Regions from separate parts of the Mus musculus genome. Here region 2 is linked to region 1. The links are chromatin contacts, called in public HiChIP or PLAC-seq maps. All regions are on one chromosome and are shown on one strand. The core of a region is the stretch at or near the end of the contact, and the rest is flanking DNA. Distances in the headings are between cores, read along the strand shown.

What was found. HiChIP or PLAC-seq counts read pairs in DNA pulled down with a chosen protein or histone mark.
Region 2: an H3K4me3 HiChIP or PLAC-seq map of forebrain shows a contact between it and region 1, with 3 times the contacts expected there. The contact joins the enhancer-like site here to the promoter of Gjc1 in region 1. A contact is called at or near these places in 3 of 39 promoter capture datasets (the HPC-7 cell line, cranial neural crest and liver), 1 of 484 Hi-C or Micro-C datasets (cerebellum), 4 of 115 datasets of contacts at active chromatin or transcription factors (embryonic stem cells, forebrain and pancreatic cancer cells) and 2 of 9 other capture datasets (adipose tissue and liver).

The regions. Positions count from the first base shown.
Region 1 is chr11:102,816,712-102,820,978 of GRCm38.p6, forward strand. Gjc1 (gap junction protein, gamma 1) reads right to left here and starts at 2,448. Exons shown (of 3, transcript NM_001159382.1): 1 at 2,259-2,448.
Region 2 is chr11:102,736,592-102,740,925 of GRCm38.p6, forward strand. It overlaps the pseudogene Gm39501. Among named protein-coding and RNA genes, the nearest start is that of Adam11, 23 kb to the right of the region's middle. Within about 2 kb of position 3,035, at least 60 of the 459 cell types and tissues checked have an H3K27ac peak or open chromatin away from gene starts, as enhancers often do. A contact at or near this core is called in the HPC-7 cell line, cerebellum and forebrain, where this site is marked.

The DNA of each region.
Region 1 (4,267 bases), core at 1,198-3,697:
CTAAAAATAGAGTCTAACGCCACTTAACTCCAGACTTCCTCGGAAGGTATGTTACAAGTCATCCTGAGGTTACAATTAATTCAGTCACAACCAGTTAGATACCACAAAGACACAGATAAAACAGGCCACAGATGGGTGAGAGCTAAACACTGTTTAGAGGTTAGAGGATAAGAATACTATGTGAAATTTATTTCATTTCCATGAGGGGAAAACAAATTTATTCTAAAAGTTTGTGCATGTTTTCCCCCCAAGGATTTTAGATAATTTCCATATTGCTAAACTTTTTTTTTTGCACATTAAAAACACTGAGGGGGAGAGAAGATTGGTCCTCATCTTTTGTCTGCTCCACTTCCTAGCTGTCCCATACACTCACTTAATGGGGAGAAGGTTGCTGGGATACAGCTTAGTGACAGAGCACATACGTAGCCCTTGGTACAGTCTCCAGGACCACAAAAATGTTTGTTGAATGAACTACCTATAACCCATCATTCTGGAGAGTCAAGCAGTAGGGAGTTCAAAGCCACCCTAGGCTGCATACCAAGTTCCAGATCAACCCATGCCACACAATGATAGCCAGCTTCAAAGAATAACATTAAAAAGTAAAATGTAATCTTTAATGAGATCATCTCACTGTTGTAGGAAACACTTTGGTTAAACACATTCCATGGGTCTGTAAGCTAACCCTTTGCCAAGGTGTACTGAGAGCCAACTCCAGACTTTGTAAAACAAGAATTTACTGCTTGTATGTGAGCCAGTATTCAATACCTCCTCATCCATTCTTTAGCAAAGGAACAGAACTAATAGGATGAAACCAATGTTTTGGAACCATAACACATCAGAACACATTTGCAGAACTTATAATGCCAGTTTTCTCTCCAAAACGCCCTTTGCCTACTCTGCACCCGAAGATCTGGCATCACAAATCGTTTTACCCTTTACCCCGAAGACTGTTCTAATTCCTTTCATTCTGCCATTACACAGCCCTTAAGAAACTCAAAGTAGCTGCAAATAAATCCTGCTGGCCCCAAACAAAACCTGCAATTTTTAACAAAAACTCACAATTAATTTAGTTACAAGCTAAGCAATCAAATTCGTGGGGCCTTTTTTGTTTCTCTTTGTTTTGCATTTTTTGCTCTGAAAAATACCTGCAAACTGTTTACAAGGGGGAAGGATTAATCCCCAAATTACATTATTAATCCTCTTCCTACAGTTACTCATGTACTACAGACAAAATGATTTCTGCCTAACAGAACTAAAGTCTTTCGTTTACAAGGCTTTTTGTACAGCGCTTTCACATATATCCACTTGTAAGGGTGCACAACAAAAGCAATAACTTTTAGACTTAAGACACATACAAGATAACTTATCCAGAATTTGGTCTACCTTGAGTTCCTCGATTGCACCTAGTGTGGACGAGAACAAAATAAAGCCCGAGCACAATGAAATCTGTGGCGTTGCCAGTCCCCGAGGACCAAAAGGAAAATGTCTTCAAATGACAAAAACCAAACTCATCCCACTTCGCAAAAGAAAAGCAATCCCAAATAATCCGCAAAGCGGGGACCGGCGGGGGAGGACCCCAAATTCTAAACATGGGTCATGTAAATCTTTTCAACTCGAAACTCCAAACGCGGCAGCCAGCCCAATCACAGCATTAGCGCCTCCTCTCTATTTTCAATCTGGAGACTCAACGAAGAACAATTAAAAAAAAAAAAAAAAAGGCCACAGCAGAGCTCCAAAGTTTTCCGAAGTGAGAATAAAGTCATCTCAAGTAAAGAAAAGGCGTCCAGCAAGAGGCGACGGGCCGGGTCCTCCCGCCAGCCCCTCTCCCGCTCCGCAGCGCTCGAACCAAACCTCCAGTAAAAAAGGGGGGAAAAAGAAACCTCCGAGGGGGACAGAGGACCCGCCGGAGCCCGCAGCACGCCGCCGAAGAGCGGCCCAGGCCGTCAGACAAAGACGAGCCCGCCCAGCGCCAGCCCGGCCGGGTCCCCCAACCGCCCCGAGGAGTTGCGGGAGCACCGCCGCCCGCTCCCGGCCCGCCCGAGCCGTTTCCCTCCCAATTTGGGAACCGCGCGCCTGGGGACAAAGAGGGCGGGCGCGCCGGCGGCGGGACGCGGGTGGCGACGCCCCTCGGGGCTCGGCGGGCGCTCCTTCCCGCCCTGCCGCCCCCAGGAACCCGGCCCGCCGCCGCCGCCGCTTTCGAGGCGCCTCAGAGTTCGCCCGGCCGCGCCCGGCCCGGGGCCCCTCAAGCCGCCGCTCACCCGGCGGTGGGCGCCCCCGAAGCCGCCTCCTCCGCCGGGCCTCGGCCCGTCCCGCCGGCCGCCGCCTCATGGGCCCCGCGTCGCCATCACCTTCGCCGCCTCGCCGCCGCCGCCACCGCCGCCGCCTCCTTCGCCTCAGCCTTCAAGCCGAGGCTGAAGCCGCTCCGGCCGCGCCCGCCGCCTCCCTCTCTCCCGCTCCCGCCGCCGGGACCCGCGGGGAGGCGCCTGCGCACTGCGTGCCGCGGTGGGGGTGGGGGCGTCCCGTCTCGGCCTGGGAGCGGGGGCGCGGCTGCACGTGCGCCTCGAGTGGGAGGGGGCGCCCGGAGCGCGCGGCCCCGCGCCGGCGCCAACTTTCCGTGACCGGCCGCGCGCGTTCCCGGGCGGTCCCGTACGCGGCGGGGCGCGCGGTGGCGGGAGGACCCCTGCGCGGGGAGCCCCGGTGGGCGGCTGACTTCGAGCGCCGCGGGCTCATTTCCTGTGGCGTGATTCCCCGGAGGAGCCGGCCAGTGACAGCGTGATGGAGACACGCCTCACCTGAGTTTCCAGGGTCGGACCGCAGAGCTCCACCGTTATCTCGTGCGCTAGGTCAGGGCCTTGGTCCAGCGGATCTCGGGATGCTCATGGCCGTTCTAGGCTCTGCTCTGCAGTTGCTCGAAAAACCTCCGGGGCTTCTCGGCCAACCATCCCCGCCTGGTGGAATCATGGTTTTTACAGGCGTTCTGCATAGTTTTGAGGTCCTGGATTTCTCGGATTAGTAAGACCCTAATAGGCCATTTCCTCTTAACTCCTTGCATCCCAGCGGGATCCCAATTACAAGACTTGAAATGCACATGGACAGGAATTCCCCTGGCCGAAACTGCGGGTTAAGAAAAGGAAAACTAGCGGGAGAGACGGCTCAGCGGCTATGCAGTTTGTACTACTGTTGCAGAGAATCTTCTACACCCACGTTGTGTGGTTCACAACCACCTGTAACTCCAGCCTCTGGAGGATCCGACTCTCTCGGGGCACCTATATCGATGTGCACATACCTACACATAGACCCAGAGACACATAATTAAAAATAATAAAAAATAAATCTTTATTAAAAAAGAAACGAGAAATTCCCCTAAATACTTTAACGAGATTGAGACTGGGTGGTGAAAGGCAGTTTACCAAAGAGATGGGAGGGGAGGGCCATTCCTGTACTCTAGAATTACAAATGGATAGGCTTTTTAAAAGTTTTGCCCCTGGACAGGGATGAAATTAAACACTAACAAGTGAGGCGACTTGTGGATCAAATTTCTCCCGAAGCTAGGTCACAGGTTGGGATGAAAAGGGATGGTCCATTGCCTACCCACACCCTCCGAAATTTTGTTTGGTTGCTATGATGTGTGTGGTTTTTTTTTTTTTTTTTTTTAGGAAAGTGCCCAAATTTTTAAATCCTTTTTTTTTTTTTTTTTTTTTGGCTTCTCTCTAAAAATCAAAGAATGTGCTCACTTTGAGCCTCATGTTTCATTTTTGATATTTTGTTTGATTTTTTATGAAACGAAGTCCCATTATAGCACAGGCTGATCTCAGACTCGACCTGTGGCTGAGAGCTAGCTTTGAAGTCTTGATGCTCCTGCCTTTGTCTCAGGAGGCGGGGTCTAAGGCAGACACCACCCCCACTGTGCTGTGCTCTGAACCTTTATTTTTGTTTGCTTCTTTGTTTTTTGAGATGGGGTCACCTTGGCTGTCCTAGAGCTTGTTATGTAGATCAGACTGCTCAGGAACTCAGAGGGATTCCCCAGCTCTTACCTCCTAAGTGCTAGGAGTAGAGGTAAGGGACACCATGGCCAACCATGAGCCTCTGGTTTTATGGGATAGCCATTTCTGATCCACATTTGGTTTATTGAGAACCTACACCCTCCCGCTCAGCTGCTTGAGCCTTTTCCGTTCCTTAAACGGCTTGGCCTCTGAGTATCAAAAGTTCTCCCCAGCCAGCCTTTCCCAACATGACTTCTCTAGTTCTTCTAGTGGCAAATGTGAAG
Region 2 (4,334 bases), core at 1,785-4,284, 80 kb before region 1:
CATCCTTTTTGTTGGTTTTGTTTTTTGTTTGTTTGTTTGTTTACAAGATAAGGTCTACATAGATAGATCTGCCTAGCTTAGGACTCACTGTTGTAGACCAGGATAGCCCCCGACTCACAGAGCTCCATCTCTGCCTCCTAAATGCTGGGAATAAAGGTGTGTATCACCACACCAGGCTACCACATCACTTTTTATGGGGATTTTAGAGTTAGAAGTTCAGAAATAGTAGAATCCCTTGCAAAGCCAATGAGTTTGTTGGATTTGTTCTGAGCTGGGGTAGGAGCGCCCTTGTTTTCATAAACGGAGGCCAAGGCAAGGGTCCTATGCAGCCTTGAACTTGCTATGTAGCCAAAGATGACCTTTGAATTTTGATTTTCCTGTTTCCATCTCCCCAGTGCAAAGATTACAGGCATGTGCCACCACACCCGGTTTTATGCCAAACTGGGACTCGAACCCAGGGCTTGGATCTACCAACTGAGCTACGTCCTCCAGAAGGCCATCAGAAACAACGTGAATTGGGCCAAAAGGGGGCAGAGTAGATGACTCCAGGCAATGTGTGGTGACACAGTACTACAGTACAAACAAGTCCTACAAATGGTCAAATGAGCATGCTAGCACAGTGCAATCGCCCACAATTCACCCCAGAACTCGGCTGAGGCAGGAGGATCTCAAATTCCTGCCCATCTTCCCTCTTCAATGCAGCAAAACAGTCTAAGCCACCAGCTGCTAACGGTAGGCTCTGTGCTGTCTTCAGCCCAGAGTGAGGTTTAGCCTTTCTTTCCAGGTCTTTCTGAAGTCCAGGGCCATCTTGGGATTAGAGGCAAAGCCAACTCAACTCCGGAGCTTAGCAAGAGGAGCTCAGAGCTGGGTATGATAGCTCACACTGTGATCCCAGCACTCAAGAGAGTGAGGCAGGAGGATTGTCTCATGTTCTAGGCCAGCCTGGGCTGGGCACCCCACACACCGTCATCTGTAAATCCTTACAGACAGCTGCTTCCCCCTTCCCCTTTGTGAGAATCCAAGGCCCTTAAAGTTAAATGGCAAGAGAAGAATCATTAAAGTAAAGCCCAGATGCATATAACGGGGCGCAGAGGCCATAAGTCTGAAATCCCAACTAAAGCTAAAGCAGGAGGACTGTTTCAGCCTAGAAGTTCAAGGCCAATCTGAGTATCACAGTAAGTTCCACATTAAAAAATAAGTACATATATATATATATATATATATATATATATATATACACACACACGAAATGATATATAACATACATGAACATACATATATACACACATGTATATATACATGCATGAACATACTCACATATACATACATGTATGTGTATGTTCATGTATATGTCATACACACACATATATGAATATATATATACCACACATACACACACACATACATGATTAGGACCCCGGTTGGATAAGGGAGATGGTGCTGCCAGCATAGCTTCCTGGTATTCACTGCGTGAGTTTGTGGTGTGCACACAGCCTTCCTTGCAGAGACCATCCTTAGAGGGCACTCTCAGAGTAACTGGAAGAAATAGGAAGTCTCATTAACAGTCTACCCCATCTTGGCCTGGTTGACCTGTGTGGAGGCTGGGGTGTGCTTTCCTAGAGGCTGAGGTGGAGTCTCCAGGCTCTGCCCCTCCAGGGGGTCCTGTGCCTTCCTAGTAGGTCCCCCTTAGATGGCCAAGGGCTCCCCAAGCAATGAGTACCGGTGCCCGTCATGCTCTGGCCTCAAGTCTCTGCTATGCCACTTCAAGGAAACAGCAGTAGAGAAGGCTGAGGGAGCAGCAGCCTCCAGACCAAAGCCTGACCCTGGGGAGTGAGGGTCCCCAGGTCCTGTGGAGTAGAGCTTGGTGGCCTTGAGTAGGAATGTCACCTTCTAGAGGAGTGGTGGTCCTGTAGGCTTCCTTAAGACGGAAATGTTCAATTATTCCACTGCTCTGTAGGATGGGAGGTTGTGGAAAGGCAGAGTAGCAAATAGCCAAAGTGTGGGCTGTGGCTGAAGGATTAGGCAAGGACCAGGAACATTTTAATTAATACAGAACAGCTATTCCCCAGCTAACTTAATGGTTGTTATGGCCCCATCTTAAAAACGAGGAAGTAATCCTGAAGCTGCTGGCCACTCTTTAGGGGGTTTATTCTGTGCTAGGATTCACCTAATCTTCATATAGCTCTGCCCTGCTGGGGGAATGACAAAGAGTCATGCTAACTTTCACAGTCTCCAGACAGAGCATCAAGGCCCATAGTCCAGCCCAGTTTGACTTAATTGTCAATTGTGTGTGTGTGTGTGTGTGTGTGTCCTCACACTCTAAAAGAGCTGCTTGCTGTTGGGATACGTTTACCCTAGAACTGTTGTTATAGAATCAGCTGGCGGCAAGAGATCTTACACCCTGCTCCTCTCTGCCTGGGGTTTCCCCTACTCTATTTTAGGGGCTTGATCCAGATGGGATAGCCCCTGGGTGTGTCAAGATCTTCCAAGGATCCAAGAGATTGTAAAAGAATTTCCTGATCTGGCAAGAGGAGACTTCATCTCACTGTAGTCTGCTCTCTCTGACTTGACCTAGGCGCCCGATGGGTCTTCCACCCGGGGACACAGGCCTCTCCCACAGGTACCACCCTGGTTGTAGTTTACACTCCTTGGGGAGTCCAAAATGGACGTGTACTCATCGCTATTCAAGAGCATTAAACCGGCTTTCTGTGGGATCGAGAACAAGGTGCTTACCTGTTGTCACTAAATGCAGAGGTGACATTTAACCACAAGGTGGCAGACAAGGCTGGTATGATGTAGCAGCCGGGCTAGGTACCAAAAGCTTCCGTAGGTGGTAGATGACGGAAGCCTTCCCGTAGCCCCCGTGTCTTCTCTGCAGACGCACGTGTAGCAGCTGTGCTTCAGTCTTTTGTGTAAAAAGGCGCAAGAATGAAAGCCGCAGCTAGGTCATTCTGCTCCAGGGGGCAGCAGATGCTTCTCAGGGCAGCCTGTGACAACTCTGGTCATTCTGTCACCCACCCAAACTGGTGCTTCCTGTCCATTCAGCTCTTCAGCTACACGAATGCTTAGCGTCCGTAGTTCTGCACAGCCCTATCTCCCCGCTGTGGCTCAGTCACAGTGCTCAAGCGTTCACTGTGGCCTGGGCCAGGGGCTGCCTGCGGGCTGTCCTGGCCCCGATAAAATATGCAAATGTTCCTGGCTTGCTGGCCAGGAGCAGCTCTTGGCCTGGGAATGAATCTACAGATTGCACGGTGGAGGAGGGGGACTGTAGCATCTCACCACAGTCCTCTCCCAAATGCTTCCTTGGCTTTTCCTTCTTTTCTGGGCTTAGAACCATGCGCATCCCCATAGATAGCTCAGGCTTTGGTGGGGTACATGGCTCAGTGGTAGAGTGCTTGCCTAGCAGACACGAGGGCCCAAGTTCAATCTTCAGTAGCAGGAAAAAACTGAAATGGCTAATTAAATAAAGATAAAAAAAAAGAGAGCCAAGGCTCATTGAAGGCCACGATGTCTTTATCAAGCTGAACTGAGAAGAAGAACTCAACCTTCAGATCTGTGTGTGGTCCAATCTCAGACCACATCCAGACAGACTGCAGGACTTGCCTGACGCCTTTCCACAGCCCTGGCCTAGGAGTTTGAATGTGGGGTGGGGTGGGGGTACTTGCTTCTGCTTAATAGATTTAAATTCAGAATTTGGTAAGATATACAATAGACAGGATTGCCCCCAAATTCTGTTCCTTAGTCCCTGGGCTCTTCCTAATAGAAGCAGTCATCGGGTCTCCCAGGACTTTAAACACAATTTGAAAACGAATGAATAAGACCTCCTCCCCTCCTAGGCTCAGGTTTTTGCTCAGAGTGCTTGCTAACACACACCAAACCCTGAGTTTGAATCCCAAAACAAATAAACAAACAAACAAAAAAATGAAAATACATTTTTTCCTTTGCTTTAATACAATACAATCCTTTTGGAATTCTGGAGATGAGTTTTGTTATCTGTGTGCTACTCCCCAGGTCTTCTGTATTTTTTCCATTTTGTTTTTTGAGATTTATTTTTCATGTTTATGATGCATCTGTAGGTATGTGCGCATGCGTGCAGGTGCTGTAGAAGGTCAGAGGTCACAAGACCGCGGGGGGGGGGGGGGCGGGGGGAGCTAGAGTTACATGCAGATGTGAGTTGCCCGGTGTGGGTTCTGGGAACTGACTCTGCGAGAGCAGTTACACACTTAACAGCTGAGCCATCTTGATTTCAATATTGGTTTCGCCTCACGTAATAGGCACTGGGAATCAAATGTGCTGTGTCTTCACCCTGGTCCTAGAAAGTAGTCTGGATTGGC